2 separate regions of the Hordeum vulgare genome follow, and region 2 is linked to region 1. A link is a contact called in public Hi-C data. All regions are on one chromosome and are shown on one strand. Each heading gives the region's core, a stretch centred on a gene start, on an enhancer-like site or on the middle of the called end of the contact. The rest is flanking DNA. Distances are from core to core; before and after follow the strand shown. Region 1 has its middle 11 kb from the start of LOC123398658. Region 2 has its middle 64 kb from the start of LOC123399456.

The links. Hi-C and Micro-C count contacts between places; a contact is called where the count stands out from the background.
Region 2: a contact with region 1 is called in a Hi-C map of leaf, with 2.7 times the contacts expected there. The contact joins two enhancer-like sites. A contact is called at or near these places in 3 of 6 Hi-C or Micro-C datasets (leaf and seedling).

Annotation. Positions count from the first base shown.
Region 1 is chr5H:459,860,565-459,863,533 of MorexV3_pseudomolecules_assembly, forward strand. No RefSeq gene overlaps it. Among protein-coding and RNA genes, the nearest start is that of LOC123398658, 11 kb to the left of the region's middle. Within about 2 kb of position 1,552, at least 3 of the 3 cell types and tissues checked have open chromatin away from gene starts, as enhancers often do. A contact at or near this core is called in leaf, where this site is marked.
Region 2 is chr5H:460,113,845-460,116,813 of MorexV3_pseudomolecules_assembly, forward strand. No RefSeq gene overlaps it. Among protein-coding and RNA genes, the nearest start is that of LOC123399456, 64 kb to the right of the region's middle. Within about 2 kb of position 1,462, at least 1 of the 3 cell types and tissues checked has open chromatin away from gene starts, as enhancers often do. A contact at or near this core is called in leaf, where this site is marked.

The DNA.
Region 1 (2,969 bases), core at 302-2,801:
TATGAGTATCTACAAAACATTGAAAATGGTTAAACATGTACCTTCTAAAAAAAATGATCTCATAGATCTCACCTAATGTGAAATCTCACATAAATCTTCCCCATTCCTATTGCCAAACGACCGGATCATACTTTGAGTAGACCGGTGGCTAACTTTTTTTTAAGGAATGGCTAACTAGTTTCATGATCCATTACCAAACGGATATACCGTTTGAATCTACGGCCCAGTATCTGCGTCCGAGCATTCAGCTAGCCAATGGGCTGCAACACAATGCCACGGGGGCCGAAGATGAATTAGGAGCACCGCACACCCGTCATGCTACGAAATTATTAATTGAAGAGTATTTTTTCCTTAAAGACCACTTTTATTTTTTCAGGTTGCGACAAAGGGTGCATTGCGTGTATATCATTTGTCGCAATCGGGAGTGTTTCCTTCTTTCGTAGAATCGTATATTCAAAACGTTTTATCTCTTAAACTGTGTGTTTAAATTTTAAACCGTTTTCATCGTTGAGTTCCTCGTGTCGATATCTTTAAAGCTAGATTTCATGTTATTTCTTAAACAATTTTTTTCCATAAAAAACCAGACCAATAAACTGTGCATCTCGTGATAGAAAAGAAAACAAAGAACACGTTTCTTCCGTTTCCAAGAGGCCTCTTGTGATGATAAAACCGTGTCTTTCGCACATGCAAAATCGTGGCTCTCGCAAAAAAATATATTTTTTTATTTCTGAGAGGCACGACCGTGCCTTTCACGAAAGCGAAATTGTGCCTCTCGCGATAGAAAAAATAATAGAAAACATTTTTTTTCTTTTTCAGTAAGCAAGACCTTGCGTGTCGCGAAAATAAAACCATGACTCTCGTGATAGAAAAAATAAATATAAAAACACATTATTTTTTTGAAAACGAAAAACCATGCCTCTCGTGAAAAAGAAACGTGCCTCTCAGGAAAAAAAAAACAAAAATAATGTTTTTTCACGCATTTTTTATTTTTCTCTAAAAGCTAAAAAATACCGGCTAAAAACCCAAACACCGAAAAAACCCCCAAAACTCATAAAAACATAAATAATGCATATAAAAAAATAAAAAAATTATTTTTTAAGAAAACATTTAGAACATGATTGAGAACGCGTTGAGTGACTGACACGTAAGAACGATAGTTGAGAAGTTTTCGAAGAAGCGCTCGGAAACTTGTTGGTGCGGCCGCCGGCCAGGCCAACCTCATCCCCACTCTCTGTCGGTCTGTCCTGCCTGCGCCACCGCTCTCTGTTCCTCTCGACCCCCCCAACGAACTCTCAGATTCCCCGCCACACTACGCCGCGCAGCACGAAATATCGTCCCGCCCGACGTGTCGGTCCGCGCGCGCGCGCGCCCACGGCCAGCGCCGCGCGCCCTTGGCACAACGCGGGATCGACAAGGGTCCGGCAGCGGCAGCCAACTCCGGTAGCTGTGTAGGCTGCGCGCGCGGCGCCATCATCATGCCGCTCGTACTCGTACGACCCTGCCGGGCAGGCCAGCGCGGCGTGCGCAGGGACGGGAACGTGGCTGAAAGCGGAAGCCGAACCACCTGTGTATCTCCCGCGCGTCCGACGTGTGTGCCGGGCACCGTCACGCGTGAGCTGGACTCCAACGGCTTGTCGTGACAGGGAGGGAGGGTGGGGGGTGGCTGGACGCCAACTCGCTGCTCCACAGCGGCGACGTCGACGCGTGCGTCCGAACTGGCGGGGTTGGTGTCATGGCGTCGAGTCCGGCCGGGAGGACATGGCGATGGCAGGTACGAGAGTACGTGCGTGGCGTTCGGGCGCTGGGGGAAGGGACCCAAGGGGGTACACCTGGTACTGCTGCTTCTACAGGTGTGCCACTGTGCTGCTAGCAGCCGGTGAGTCGTCGTCGTGGGAGGACGCGGACGCGGAAGGGTTGGAAACCGGCACTGTGCTGAGAGATTCTTTAACGGACCCGTATTTTTTCGACCCGCATCAATCGTTTACAGTGTCACGAGCGGAGCGAAATCATGGGCAGTAGAATATGCAACTGTATGATTTGAAAAAAAACTTTTATGAAAGAAATTGCATCGACACTGATCATTCATAGTTCATCACATACTACATGATCATACATACTACATTCTATTCTACGCAACTACGTACTAGAAGGGGGTCGAGCTAAGCTGGCCCTACCGGAGCTCATCGGAGGTAACTACCCTACCGCACTACGCAGAATTGCGCTCATCGAAGCTCGTGTGGTAGTTGTCCAACGGCAGCACTCAGTCGTCGTTCAAGGAGGAGCAGAGGTCGACGTAGATGCGCTCCTGCTCAGTGGCCTCGCGGCACCACTTCTCCACCTTGTCGCCGAAGGCGAGGGCCGATGCGACACCCTGCTCGTAGAGCACGGTGTCGATCTCCTCGTTCCTCCGGCGACGTTGTCGGTCCTCTTTCGCCTCCCGCGCACTGCACGCTATCAACAAGGGCAAAAGGGTGTCCGTCTCCGTCAGGGGGAGGAAGTCCTCCGGTCTGACAACGCCCCTAGCACATCGCTCCGGCCCCACCTCGACCTCCGGCTCCATCTTCACCGAAGGGAGCTCATCTAGTTTCCTCTTCACGGGGGAAGGGAGGAGCGCAAGCGCGAGCTCGATGCCTCCGAGGAACTGTCGTTGTCGAAGAAGAGGCGGCCGTGTGCACGGTCGTACTCCTCTGTCTCGTGGCGGAGGAGCGACGACAGCGGTGACCGGCCACAGAGCATGTACCGCGGGGCGGTGCGCTTCCGCGCCGCGTCGGATCTGACGTGACGCGCCCTCTCGGGGTCGTCGTTGCCACGGCCATCGGAGTTGGCCATCTCGGGCGGTGAATTGGAGGGGCGAGGCCGCGGATCAGAGGCGCGCACGACGGATTTGAGGGGCCGAAGGTGAGAGGTGGGTATTTTTCGCGGCGTGAAGAGATAGGATTCGGACTCGTATCCAGAAGTCGAACCCGCAC
Region 2 (2,969 bases), core at 212-2,711, 250 kb after region 1:
AACCCGCGACCACACGCCTCGTGACTACATATTGGGTCATGTCACCGCATGCATTTACAAGTGACAAAACTGATGATGCCATGAATTTTTCGTTTTTTTCAGTTTTCAAATTGTTTTATCTCTTAAGTAAAAATTCTGATTGAAAAAACATTTTCACCATTAAATCTGTTGCGACCAGATTTTTGAAACTACATCTCATATCGATATGTTTTCATGACTCTTTTTGTTAAAAGTTGCCATGTCTATTGCACATAAATTGCCACGGTAACTAAACTAAAGTTGCTATGATGTATTTCAACTACTTTTTTCTGTGTTTAAAGTAATTTTGACATGCTATAAAAAATTAAGAAATTAAAATTGTCACGATGAATTACTAAAATTTGCCATGATCCATGAAATAATTTTAACATGGTTCATAAGTAAAAATAATAATATAATGTCAATTACTTTAAAAATGCATGGTCAATTGCTTAAATTTGCCATCAACCATAAACTAAAATTGACATGATGAATTACTTAAATTTTTCATGATACATGCACTAAAATTTGTCATGGTTCATACAAAAAAATATGTTTCATGTTCAAAATACTAGAATTACGATGGTCAAAATACTAAAATTGTGATGATCTATAAACTCGATTTGTCATGATGAATTACTAAAAATTGTCACTATTCATGAATTAAATTTATCGTGGTTCATTACTAAATTTTTTCATGATCAATTAATAAAAAATATCATGAAAAGTAGTTGAAATACAATTGTAGATTTGAATCTAGAACAAAAAGCTAGATGAAACATGCAGTGCTAACTTTATTGTAAACGCTATGACAATTTTAGTGTAAACATCACGGCAACTTTTAACCTAAAAAAGATCGTCGAAACATATTAATATGGGACCTAGTTTTAAAGATTGCGTCGAGACAGATTTAACGATGAAAAACAATTTTTAATTGGATTTTTTATTTAAAAGATAAAACTTATTTAAGTTTAAAAATTAAAAAGTTTTCGTTAATATCATATGTTTGATATAGCAAGATTGATGATTATGAAAATGTATGAACCATGTTGACGCATGTCACATGTGGGCGCGTCACCTTTTGCTCCCTCTGTTTTTCAAATATAAGTCTTTATAGAGACTTATTAGAGGATTGTATAAAAAAATCTACACTCTAAAATATGTCTATATATATTTGTATGTAGTCTTTTTATTAAATACTCCCTCCGTCCGAAAATACTTGTCCTAGAAATGTACAAAATGGATGTATCTATAACTAAAATAAATCTAGATACATCTATTTCTAGAACAAGTATTTCCGGACGGAGGAAGTATCTGAAAAGCTTATATTTAAAAACGAAGGTAGTATGATGTTTTATAAACCACACACCGTAATGGGTTATCCATGTCACTGTTTCTATCCCATGCTATCCTGCATACCCTAGTTGTCGATCCTATGCTGTACTGCATACTCGCGAGTGGCTGGAGTTGGCACACGGCGACGCACTACCTGTGGTCAGTGCCTCGGTGGTCGTGTGGAGTCGGCGGCACGACCAAATCCATATCTCCTCCATCCGGCCACCATTTCGCAACGCCGAGAGCAGATGCGTGCAACTCCGGCTTCCAGTGTGTACACGCCATCTTCGATCCGAATCTCCTCCGGAATTTCAACGCGCGCCCGCACAGGTCGCCGGCGGTCGAGCTCGCCGCCGAAACAGGGAGTCCACGCCGCACTCGCAGCCACACATACATAACCTCCCCGCATCGGTCGAACGGCTGCAGTTATATGATGGACGGATAAAACCTGACATTTTATCATTATCTGGATGAAAACACGGATATTTGAACTGGTTTTCGCAGAATTTTAATTTAAAAAGACCACTAGCCGAATATTACTGTTAAAAAAGACCACACGCGATACGAAATACGAGAAGAGACCCCCATTTTTCGTGACGGCAGACACGCGAGGTGACGCGTGGCACCTGCCGTCACGGGCCGAGACGGCTGGGCCCCGCCGTCACCCGGCCGGGCAGGTGGCACCTGCCGCCAGCACTCGAGGCGGCAGGCTGCCCATGCTCGCGTACATGCATGCCTCAATCGCTGGCTGCCCATCACGGCCATGCATGCTCAAATTGTACGCCATGCACATCATCTGGCCGGTCGCCTCAAGCGCTGGCGGCAGATGCCACCTGCCCGGCCGGGCGCCTCGCCGGGTGGCAGCGGGGCCTAGCCGCCTCGGCCCGTGGCGGCAGGTGTCACGCGTCACCCGGCGCGCCTGCCGCCACGAAAAATGAAGGTCTCTTCTCGCATTTCATACCACATGGTTTTTTTTAACAATAACATTCGGCTAATGATTTTTTTTTTTGACAAAAATTCGTTTTCGCATGCCAAATACGGCGGTGTCCGGGCTCCCCAGAACTCCCAAAAGAAGGAAGAGATAGGCGCGCCACAATGGCGGGCAACAAAAATCCCGAGATTTGTGAAGGAGCATCTGTCCCTGTGTGGTGGCGCGGAGAGGCGTGAGCGGGTTTGGGGCCGCACGGGGCCGTGCCGCTACGTCCTGGCCTGGATGCCGTGGCTAGCAGCTAGCTCCGGCTCCCGGACGAGAACGACGCGCGCCGTGCTCCGGTGATCACAGTCATTTTCGTCTCCTCGGTGCGCTGTGTGTGTTCGCTCGATTAGCAGGATGAAACGTGGGGATCGCAGGACAAATCTTCTTATCCTCTTTTCTGCTTACGGGGTCCAAAGATTTTAGCTCGCGTTCCGCACCACGTAGGAGGCATCGCGTCGCTCTTGGTTGGAGCTGCCGCTCGCGATGACGACTCGGAGTCGCCATCCGAGGGGATCCGTCCGACGAGGATGCCGCACGCGCGAGGATCGACCCTTGTGTGTGTGTCTCGTCCGTATAGCCCAAGCATCGCTGTGGCGCGTCCTGTCTTGTGGGGGTGCGTGAATATCCAGGTCACTACCCT